Linked DNA regions of Sus scrofa: regions 1, 2 and 4 are each linked to region 3. A link is a contact called in public Hi-C and HiChIP or PLAC-seq data. All regions are on one chromosome and are shown on one strand. Each heading gives the region's core, a stretch centred on a gene start, on an enhancer-like site or on the middle of the called end of the contact. The rest is flanking DNA. Distances are from core to core; before and after follow the strand shown. Region 1 holds the start of PSMC3 (26S protease regulatory subunit 6A). Region 2 holds the start of SLC39A13 (zinc transporter ZIP13). Region 3 holds the start of MTCH2 (mitochondrial carrier homolog 2). Region 4 holds the start of NUP160 (nuclear pore complex protein Nup160).

The links. Hi-C and Micro-C count contacts between places; a contact is called where the count stands out from the background. HiChIP or PLAC-seq counts read pairs in DNA pulled down with a chosen protein or histone mark.
Region 1: a contact with region 3 is called in a Hi-C map of liver, with 4 times the contacts expected there. The contact joins the promoter of PSMC3 here to the promoter of MTCH2 in region 3. A contact is called at or near these places in 1 of 5 promoter capture datasets (liver), 2 of 47 Hi-C or Micro-C datasets (both in liver) and 1 of 2 datasets of contacts at active chromatin or transcription factors (alveolar macrophages).
Region 2: an H3K27ac HiChIP or PLAC-seq map of alveolar macrophages shows a contact between it and region 3. The contact joins the promoter of SLC39A13 here to the promoter of MTCH2 in region 3. A contact is called at or near these places in 1 of 5 promoter capture datasets (fetal liver), 1 of 47 Hi-C or Micro-C datasets (skeletal muscle) and 1 of 2 datasets of contacts at active chromatin or transcription factors (alveolar macrophages).
Region 4: a contact with region 3 is called in a Hi-C map of embryonic fibroblasts, with 1.8 times the contacts expected there. The contact joins the promoter of NUP160 here to the promoter of MTCH2 in region 3. A contact is called at or near these places in 7 of 47 Hi-C or Micro-C datasets (alveolar macrophages, embryonic fibroblasts, heart right ventricle and 4 more) and 2 of 2 datasets of contacts at active chromatin or transcription factors (alveolar macrophages and skeletal muscle).

The regions. Positions count from the first base shown.
Region 1 is chr2:15,184,108-15,186,807 of Sscrofa11.1, forward strand. It overlaps PSMC3 (26S protease regulatory subunit 6A), which reads left to right and starts at 1,375. Exons shown (of 12, transcript XM_003122809.3): 1 at 1,375-1,657; 2 at 1,891-1,974; 3 at 2,547-2,672. The coding sequence starts at 1,583.
Region 2 is chr2:15,201,612-15,204,311 of Sscrofa11.1, forward strand. SLC39A13 (zinc transporter ZIP13) reads right to left here and starts at 1,325. Exons shown (of 10, transcript XM_003122808.6): 1 at 1,206-1,325.
Region 3 is chr2:14,981,716-14,984,415 of Sscrofa11.1, forward strand. It overlaps MTCH2 (mitochondrial carrier homolog 2), which reads left to right and starts at 1,276. Exons shown (of 13, transcript XM_003353877.5): 1 at 1,276-1,531. The coding sequence starts at 1,445.
Region 4 is chr2:14,838,774-14,841,473 of Sscrofa11.1, forward strand. It overlaps NUP160 (nuclear pore complex protein Nup160), which reads left to right and starts at 1,283. Exons shown (of 37, transcript XM_021085052.1): 1 at 1,283-1,288; 2 at 1,719-2,040; 3 at 2,307-2,418. The coding sequence starts at 1,283.

The sequences.
Region 1 (2,700 bases), core at 125-2,624, 200 kb after region 3:
TTCCATATGCTATGGGTGCAGCCATAAAAAGAAAAAAAAAAAAAAAAAAAGGATATTTATGGAGGTGGGAAGTCTCCAATATCTGTAGAGTAAATTGACAAACTGGAAACCCAGGAATGCTGATGGTTTAGCTTCATCAAAATCATAAGGCCTGAGAACCAGGAGAGCTGATAGTGTAAATTCTAGTCTGAAAGCCAGCAGGTACAAGACCCTAGAAGAAAGAGGCTGATGTTTCAGTTCAAGTCTCAATCCTGAAAAAGACCCATGTGCCAGTTCAAGGCAGTCAGGCAGGAAGAGTTCCCTCTTTCCCTGGGGATAGTCAGCCTTTTTGTGCTAGTCAGATCTTCAACTGATTGGATGAGGCCCACCCTCTTTTAGGGAATCCCCTAATTCTTTTTTTTTTTTTTCAGGGCTCCACTCGTGGCATATGGAGGTTCCCGGGGCTAGGGCTGGAGGTGTAGCCACTGGCCTATGCCACAGCCACAGCAACGACAGATCCGAGCCACATCTATGACCTACACCACAGGTCAGGCAACACAGAGTCCTTAAACCACTGAGCGAGGCCAGGGATGGAACCTGCGTCCTCATGAATGCTAGTCAGATTCATTTCCCATGAACCACAATGGGAACTCCCATTTTTTTTATTTTATAAGGGCCACACCTGCAGCATACTGAAGTTTCCAGGCTAGGGGTCAAATCGAAGCTGCAGCTGCCGGCCTAAGCTACAGCTACAATGCCAGATCTGAGCCACATCAGTGACCTACCAAGAGGCTTGCAGCAACGCCTCTTAGCCCACTGGGCCAGACCAGGGATCAAACCTGCATCCTCCGGGATACTAGTCAGTTGGTAATTGCTGAGCCACAACAGGAACTCCATTAAGAGAATTCCCTAATTCTTAACTGGGCCAGTTTCTGAGGTTGAAAGCCCCCCTTCAAAAATGGCTTTTCAGGGGTTCCTGTTGTGGTGTAGCGGAAACAAATCCGACTAGTATTCCTGAAGATGCGGGTTCATCCCTTGCTTTGCTCACTGGGCTGGGGTTCTGGCTTGGCCGCGAGCTGCGGTGTGGGCCGCAAATGAGGCTATGATACCGAGTTGCTGTGGTTGTGGCTCCGACTCCACCCCTAGCCTGGGAACTTCCATTTGCCGGGAATGCACCCCTCGCCCTCGCTCCCGCCCGCGCCAAAAGCAGCAAAAGAGCCTTTTCATGCGCCCGCTGGACTAGGACTACATTGCCCAAAGGCCGTCTCGTTCCCCTCTTTTCTCCTTCCTCTTACGTTTTTACATCAAGGCCACGCCCCTCTGCGCGTGTCAGCCAATAGCGCATTACCTCTTGCGATGGCATAAACAGGACGAGGGCGGGAACGGTTCCGGAGCCTTAGGGGCGGGTCCTGTGGCCCGGGCCTCGTCTTTTGAATCGCAGACGCAGATTCGCTGTGGTAACGCGGCGCAAGCTAATTCTGTCAAGAGTCAGGACTTGGAGAAAGAGGGCTGGCGTTAGTCAAGCGCAGGAGTTAAGAAAGACATTATTAATCTCTCGCCCCGGCTGCTGTCCGGTTTAATCTTCAACCTTCTCCTCCAGGAAATGAATCTGCTGCCGCAGCTCGAGAGTCCAGTGACTCGGCAGGAGAAGATGGCGACGGTGTGGGATGAGGCTGAGGTGCGCGGCGGGAGAGCTTGGGGTCTTGGAGCCAGGGGCCAGCGTAGAGATGCTCTTGTCAGGAGGGGAGGCGGTGGCTGGGGGCGGGGGGGGTCAAGAGCTAGCCCGGTCCGGGGGTTGGGGCCGCTGGGGATGTGGGCAAGGGTCTTATGGTTTTATGGATGAGGAAACTGAGGCTGAGCTCACAGTCATCAGTTAGCTGCCCTGAGTTTAATAAAAAAATTTTTTCACAGCAAGATGGAATCGGGGAGGAAGTACTCAAGATGTCCACAGAAGAGATCGTGCAGCGCACACGGCTGCTGGACAGTGAAATCAAGGTGGGCGCACAACCCCTGATCCCAGCTGCTACTCTCACGTCTTTCTCGACCTCCCTAGGGGCGGTGTGGGGACCGCCCTCTGACCAGGAAAAGAGAGAAGAAAACTAAGCTTTAAAAGGGACCAGAAGAGAGGGTAGCAGGAGACCAGGCCTGAGAGGAGGACTCATCAGACTGCCTTTCCCAGCGAGGTCTTTCAGTCTTCCCCTGGAGAATCCCTTTTTTAGGAAGTCCCCGTTTTACAGATGAAGAAACTGAGGCTCACAGAGGTTTTTTTTTACTCTGGTGAAGTACACAGCCTGTAACAAAAGGCAGAAGCTAAAATCTCTGTTTGGTTGACTAAAGTCATGTTCTTTTTCCCTTTACTCCAGCTATTTCGCCAGGAGGTGTCCAGACTGGCCTCCTGTTTTGACCTCTGCTGGTTGTGGACACAGCCTGAGCTTTCAGGGAGCCTTAGAGCTGAGAGCACCGGTGCAGGAGGGTCCCTTGGGCAACCTGGACTTCACTAGTTACAAGGCCTTAGGACAAGCTGAGAGCTAAGGCTGAATGTTTGCTTCCACTTACCCCTACCCCAGATCATGAAGAGTGAAGTGTTACGAGTCACCCACGAACTCCAAGCCATGAAGGACAAGATCAAAGAGAACAGTGAGAAAATCAAAGTGAATAAGACCCTGCCGTACCTGGTCTCCAACGTCATCGAGGTGTGTGTGTATGTGGAGGGGAAGAGAG
Region 2 (2,700 bases), core at 75-2,574, 220 kb after region 3:
GTGTCAGCCTGTCCGCCTGAGGCTAAACTTTCCTTAATGACAGGGTGAGGCGCTGGCTAGGTTCCCCTCAGCCACTGGCAGGCCTGGCCCAGCTGGATGTCTGGCTGCCAGGGGAGGCTTTGGGCCGGGATGTCCTCCAGTGAAGCACCCCCAGGGACAGAGGCCGGCACCACCTAGCTTGGTGGGGCAATAGGAGGAGTGCAGGTGGGGAAACCAACCAGCTGATCTAGATTAGGATCATTAGGGCTTCTTCCTAGGAAATGGGCCAAACAGGAGGTGGGACTGAAGACAGAGGCTCCTTCAGTTAGGAGCTGCCTCACAGATGTATAGAGCACAGGCTTTGAAGACCTGCCCTTGACTTTGTGCTCTGAGCTTATAGCTGCTGGTTGGGGGTAAATCCCTGAAGACTCTCTCTGAGCCTCAGTCTCCTTCTCTGTAGGATGGAGAGAATTTGCCTCCCTCACACAAATGAGATGAGCTTGCTAAACAGGTGAGCATGCCTGGCATGGATCAGGCACAGAAAGCCCTCCTTATGCTGCTGGGACCCAGGAGCAGTGGACACCTGGAGTGCACCCAGCGGATGGATCACAGGACCTGGATGTGAGTCAACCAAGAGGGAAGTACAAATCTGGAAACTCAGGCATGAGGTTTAAATGTGGTCTTCCCTGCCTCATGCTGGCTGTGACCTTGAGCCAGTGATGGCCGTGCCTCAGTTTTCCGCATTTGCTGATGGAGTTGGGAAGGGGGCGGGGGCGGGGGCGGGGGCGGAAAGCAGCTGTTAAAGATGCTCCAGTCTAGGCTCTCCAGGCCTTAAATCCGCAGGGCTCCACTGGGGACCAAAAAGCAGGACTGAGCCAGGCCTGACTTGGAGGCGGCGGCGGGTCACTTAAAGGTTAGAGGACCACAAGTTTGGAACAGAAGAGAGGGTACCGAGGGAGTCAGCAAGCGGAGAGAAAGGAGAAAGCAAGGAGCGGGAGAGTCAGGAGTGGAGAGCTGGAGAGTGGGAGATGGATGCGGAAGGGGAGAGAGAGGGAGAGATGAGGAGCGACGCGTGGGGAGCCGGGAGAAGAGCCCAAGGAAGTTGAATTCCCGGGCTCTGGGCAAGAGGCCCAGGTCTGATCTAGACAAGCCGGGCCGAAGTCAACGGGATGGGCAGGGTTTGTCCCGCCTGGGGCATGGGCCCTGAGGGTCGGGCGGTCACTCACCTTGCGGCGGCAGCGGCGGCGCTACGGGCGGCCCCGGCCATCCAGCTGCGGAGCCCCGCCCCGCCCCGGGTCTGCCCCGCCCGGCCCGGCCACCCGGCCCCCGGCCCGGAGCCGCCCCCCGCGCGCGGCCACGTCACACGGGACCTGTCCGGAACCCGACGCGCCGCGCGCCGCGGGGTAGTGGGGGAGCGGCCGTCGGAGCGCGCTTCCGCCTCGCGGCCATGGGGGACCCGGGCGGCTGGCGCACTTCCGCTCCGGCCGGACCGGGCACAGCGGGGAGGGTCGAGCGGAAGTGGGAGCCCGCTGGACACCGCACTCGGTCGGGCTAGGCAGGGCGTAGGCGGCGGCCTTCTAGGGACCACGAGCGGCCGGGTGGCTGGGCTTGAGGGCCTGGCCGCCGCTTCCTCTCTCGGGTGGCAGTCCCGGCCGCGGCCGCACGGGGGCGCGCTCGGCTTCTAGACTGTGCCGTTCCGAGCCGGGGCCGGGGCCGGTGCTGGGGCTTGGGGCCGGGGTCGGGGTGGGAGGATGGCTGCGGCACTCCTTCTCTGAGTCAGCCTGGTCTGGCTCCTCCATGAGCAAGGGAAAGGGGAAGTGTCTGCCGCAGGGAGGGGCCTAGCCTCGGGAACCTCAGAAGAGGGAATTTTATTCTTACTCATCGAATTATTTTTATGCTTTGGTTTTTCACTGGGAACCTCAGGCCTTTGTCTCCAGGGCTTGTAACCCTTTGGAGTCCAATGCACGGTGGCTTGACACTGCTGCTGGTAACTCCAAACCTGGGGGAGCAAGAGCTCTGTGCTTCCCTCACCTCAGATTAAGGCAGCAAACAATAGCATTATTATTATAACCGCAGTTTATTGCTGAACACCTGCCATTTACTCTGCTTGCATTGTCTTAAAGAACCCTCAGCCTAGCCCATTGAGGTGGGGTAGTTAGCCCAGGGTCACACAATAGCACGGATGACAGAGCCACAATTGAAACCTGAATATTCCTGAACCCAGGGCATGTGACAGCAGCTCTCATTTCTAGAGTCTTAGGAATCTGGCTTGGCATTTCCACTTTGCATCCTTCTCTGGGAATCAGCCAGGACCACCTATACTCAGGAACGGGCCCTTGGGTACTCATTTGGACAGAGATTGTGACAGGGTGGGAGTCTCTAAGCCTCTGACCCTCATCTGCCTCCTAGGGTACTTCCTTCATCCATCCTGTGTCACTTTCCCTTACTGGGGGCTCTGAGGGCACAAGTGTCATATGCTACACCAGTTGCCCTGTTCCACCTCACACTCCAACGCTGCCTTTCTTAGACCCCAATCCTACCAAGAAGGATCAGCTTTCCTCTGAAAGCCCCCTGTCTGCTTCCCCCTCAAGGCCCACAGTTCTGCCGGGACACCCTCCTCTTCCCCCGCCTAAGTTCTGAAGTGGAAACCCTAGGTTGATTACTTTGCAGAGGGAGGAGGAGGAGGACACTCAGGGATGCTGCTCTGGGATCTCTAAGATG
Region 3 (2,700 bases), core at 26-2,525:
GATCCTAACCCACTTAGCGAGGCCGGGGATCGAACCAGGAACCTCATGGTTCCTAGTCGGATTCATTAACCACTGCACCACGACAGGAACTCCTTTAATACACTGTTTAAAAAAATCTTATCCTATGCATGATTTCACTTAACAATAACATCAAGAGGAAGGTAGTAGTGTTATCCTTAGATTTAGACACAAAAACTGAAAACAAAAGATAAAACGACTTCCAAATCATTTGTATACAAAGGAGAACCAGAATCTAAAATGCAAGTTTTCTTTCCTGCTTCATTCTCTGTGCCAGGCTCTGCCTAAGTGCCTAAGTGCTGTTTGATATAGAATGTGTGTGCTGGAGCTGAAGGAGTAAGGACAATGCCTTTTCCTTTTTGCGTCTGTAACATGTAGCCTGGTAGGCACTGAAGTAATTGCTCACATAGGCAATAAATATTTATTGAGCATTTAGTATGTGCCAGGCGTTGAGTAAGAAACAAAGGCAGTTCCTGCTCCTGAATTCACGAGGTTTACATTCCGGTGGAGGAGACAAAAAGATAAATTTCAGACAATGATAAGTGTTAAAAGACAATGTGGTAGGAAATAAAGGGGAGGTAAATTTATTATTATTATTATTTTTTTTTTGTCTTTTTTTGCGCCGCTCCCGCAGCCTATGGAGGTTCCCAGGCTAGGGAGCTGTAGCCACCAGCCTACGCCAGAGCCACAGCAACGCAGAATCCAAGCCACGTCTGCAACCTACACCACAGCTCACGGCAAGGGCAACGCCGGATCGTTAACCCACCGAGCAAGGGCAGGGACCGAACCCGTAACCTCATAGTTCCTAGTCGGATTCGTTAACCACTGCGCCACTACGGGAACTCCCAAAGGGGAGGGGAATTTAAATATAGGTCAGAAAATGTGTTTCCGAGAAGTTTTAACATTAACTGAATGAATGAATGAATGAATGCACCAATAGCAACCCCCTGATGGAGTCATTATTCTATCTAGTTTTTCTTGGCCACTAGATTATGATTCTGATGCTGAGTAGTCCTTAGAGTTTACTTTGCTGATGCCAAAAAAGCAAGTGCAGAGGCGAAGAATATCGAAGATCCCTTTTCAATTATTTTTATTACTCTGACCTTGCCCATGCGGCCAGGGTCACTCCCCATTGCCACGCCCATTCTTCTTCGCCTGGGCCCTTCCAGCCCGCGCAAGCGCAAGAGAAACTGCCATTCCTAGTGGAGGGCATAAGCCCCGCCCCGACCCCTGCTCCCGCTCGCGAGCGCCTGCCGTTTCTTGGGGCGTGGCGGTGGGCGGGGACTGGGCGGAGAGGCGCGCGCCGCTGCGTGCGTGCGCGCGCGCGCCGCGGGCAGGCCAGTGAAGCCGGCGGCCCTGGCACGTGATCTGGGACCGGCTCGGTCGCTTGGTGGCTGCGTCTGTCTGTCCGTCCGCGGGTGCCATCATGGCGGACGCGGCCAGTCAGGTGCTCCTGGGCTCCGGTCTCACCATCCTGTCCCAGCCGCTCATGTACGTGAAGGTGCTCATCCAGGTATGAGTCCTCGCCATTCCCTTCCCCGATAGGCGCCTTATTCAGGCGCCGCTGCCCACGGTGCCTGAGGACCGGCTTCAACCATCCCAGGCCTTCAATCTCCCGAGATGCTGCTCCTTTGCTGCCCGCCTCTTCCTTCCCCGCAGGGACAACTTCCACCGCGCGCGGAGCTTCCACTGGCCCTGGGCCTTCCCGAGATCTCGCCTCGCGGTCAAGTGGGGAGGCCCTCTCCGTTCCCGGTAGCCAACTGCCGCCTTGCCCTGTCCTTCCCTGCCCTGCCCAGTGGCTTCTCTGAACTTTGTTTTTTCTAACCTGAGGTTGATCCAGGCCGGGCATCGCCAAGGACTTCCCAACCCTCCCCTCTCCGCATCTCTGAAATTAGAATTCATCTCTCCTCCTGGGCCCCAAATGCAAGACTTAAAATCTCTTGAAGACAAATCTGAAATTAGAGGGGAGCCAACGTTTTGTTAGCTTTTCTTTTCTTTTTTTTGCTGCTGTAGCTGCTGCTATTCTCTTCTGAGATTTTAGCACCAGATACCTAGAGAAACAAGGAGCTCATTCAGAAGTGATAATGAAGTGGTTGCTGAGTCAAATTTCTGAAGGATCCAACAGCAGCCCATATGGCTCATGACAGTGAAATTCACATCTGTCAGAGCTGGAAATCAGTTCAGCTAAAAGAGTTTTAGCAAGTTTAAGTATGTATGTTAGTTTCTAATCTACTGTGCAATAGTTCTTAAATGGTATTTTATATTCTCAGTCAAGTATGCCAGGTTTCAGCAGATATCAACTGTTAGATAGTATTTTCAATTGCCTTTCAAAGTTTCCCTGTGATAGGCAGGTCATTCATTTTTTTCACTTTTTGTAGAGAGTTGATGGAATTACATCATGCATAGTACCAAGGATGGGAGCAGTTTTTAGAACCCCTGTCCTCTACTTTTCTGTTAAAAAGAAGCAACACACTAGGGAGGACTCCATTTATTAAATATTGATGATTTGATTTGTGTAGATTCAGAATCTATGTGTAAAAGTCTATTCTTAAGTTATTTAAATTAACAACAAAATCTTTGAAATGTATCATGACGTCTAGAGTTGGCATATTTGTAGCTAGATAATATCTGAAGATGATGGCTTTTCTTTTCTTTTCTTTTTTTTTTTCTTTTTTTGCCTCC
Region 4 (2,700 bases), core at 33-2,532, 140 kb before region 3:
GAGCTGTGGTGCAGGTCGCAGATGCAGCTTGGATGTGGCACTGTTGCGGCTGTGGCGTAGGCCAGCAGCTGCAGCTCCAATTGGACCGCTAACTTGGGAACTTCCATATGCCACAGGTGCAACCATAAAAAAGCAAAAACAAACCAACAACAAAAAAAATCCCCACAATTTAAGGACACGGCACAAGAGATGGCTGTCTATAAATCAGGAAGCTGACTCTCACCTGACGCTGAATCTGCTGGTCTCTTGATTTTGGACTTCCCAGGCTCCAAAACTGTGTGCAGTACGTGTTAGCTGTTTAAGCCACCCAGCATATAGTATTTTGTGAAACAAGAAGAAACAAAATGTAAGTGGTGTTTAGGAACAGTTAGAGTGTATTTGTAAAATGGAGAGGCAGGGAGAACAACAGCAAAATAAGATCAACTGGAGTTGTTTCCATTATCTAAGAATGAAATGTGGAAGACTGTTGAGGAAAAGTATGAATGTAAAGGAAAGACAAGAGAATGTTCCTGATATCTATTGCTGGCTAACAAATTACCCCAAACTTAGTGACTTTTGACTCTCTCACCAGACATCTCTCACTTTAAGTAACTTGAGAGCCCTTCCATGTGGTCTCTCCCCATGATTCCTCCAGGATGGCAACCCCAGGATAGCTGAATTTATTAGATGGCTTCCCTCCTAGTTAGCACTCCAAGAGAGAAACAGACTCTGTTAAGGCTAGTCTGGGAGTTTCTGTCCTGGTGCAGCGGAAGCAAATATGAGCAGGAACCATGTGGTTTCCGGTTAGGTCCCTGGCCTCGCTCAGTGGGTTGAGGATCTGGCGTTCCCATGAGCTGTGGTGTCGCAGAGGCGGCTCGGATCTGGTGTTGCTGTGGCGGTGGCATAGGCTGGCGGCTACAGCTCCGATTGGACCCCTTGCCTGGGAACCTGCATGTGCCGTGGGTACGGCCCTAAAAAGGACAAAAGACCCAAAAAAAAAAAAAAAATTAAAAGGCTAATCTGGCACAGAGTCACTTCTGCTGTGTTCAATGAGTTACAGCAGTTACAGAGCCCTCCCAGATTCCAGAGGAAGGGACAAAGACCCACCTCCTGATGGGAAAAAGTCAAAGAATTTGTGGTCGTCTTTAATCTGTCATGTTGATACATGAGATTTAGACTAACTTTCCCCTTGAAGACTGGCATTTTCCTCCAAATCCAGCATCTACTCTGCCCTAAATGCAGGTAAAGCACAAGACCTTCCAAACAGATCACAAATGGAAGATAAAGGAAATTTCTTTCACGTATGCAAGTGAGTAGCATTTAGGGGCTTCAAGCAGGTAACTGCATCAATGTTTAATTAAACACATTATGCTTCATTATACAAGAACACACGAATACAGTCTCTCGAAAAAACCCAACACAAAAGGCCACTCTGCCCTTCACTCCGCCCCCAACCCACGTCGCTGAAAGGTGAAGAAAAGGAGACCAGGCGGAGATTCACTGAGTAACACGGGGAAGCAAGGAGAGGCGATCAAAAGCTCGAAATCCAGTAGATGGCGCCCATCTGCGTGGCCTCCTAGGACCTCGCCCCTCCCTGGAGGCTCTGCCCAGCCGCTGCCCGCGCCGGAGTTTTTAAAATGGAAACAAACCCGGCTCCGCCCCCTTCCCTGAGGCCGCCGGGAAAATGGCACCGCCCCTTGGGGCTTCCTCGCCGGACACGCAAAGGTTCCTGCAGGTAGATCCTGCAAGCTCCCCCTGCCTCCTCTCATCTGGCTTCCTCCTTGCCCACCCTGTCTCCGGCCAGCTCGGTGGAAGCCTCACAACGGTGGGTCGGACAGGCCCTAGACCTTTCCGGGTTTCTTCACCTGTCCGCATCTGTGCTTGCTCCGCCCCCGGAAGTGACGACAGCCGCCCGGCTGGGCTGGTGTCCCGTCAGGCCTCGCGGCGGCGGCGGCGGGAAGATGGCGGCGGCGGGAGCCATGGAACGGAGCTTCGTAGAGCTCAGCGGAGCTGAGCGCGAAAGGCCAAGGCACTTTCGGGAATTCGCAGTTTGCGACATTGGTACGGAAGCATCCAGTAGGGCTCGATGCAGCTCCTGCCCTCGGGATCTTCCCGTGGATCCCTAAATCTCTGTCCTCCAGTTCATCCTCCTGAGCCCACATGCCTCCAGCCCCGGATTCAGAGCTTCATTAGTGTTCTACTTCTTTCTCTTTTTTTCCCCTTTTTGCATGGATTTTCAGTCTGTCACCCTCTGCTTTCTCAGCGCCCTCAGTCCGTGTCATCCCCTGAGAACCACGTGTGCAAGGGTGACCACTCTTCTTTTGCAGGAACTGCAAATGCAGTGGCCGGAGCTGTGAAATACAGTGAGAGCGCGGGAGGCTTCTACTACGTGGAAAGTGGCAAGTTGTTCTCCGTCACCAGAAACAGGTTCATTCATTGGTAAGTGCTGTGTTTGTCAAATCTCCCGAAAGGGCGTTTTGTTCGGCGGCTGAATTTTCGTGACTGTTCCCAAGGTGTCGTTTATTCTCCGAAGTGGTTATAGACAGGAAAAGAGAAAGACTGTTTCCTATTGATATCTGAGTCAGTGGAAAATTAAGCAGGCACAGAGTTCTGGAAGAGGTGCCCTCCCTGGCAGCACTAAAAAGAAGAAATGTAGCTTCGAGGGTAAAGCCCCAAAGATCAGTTCTAAGCATGAAGCCGTTATATTTTTATAGTGCTTTA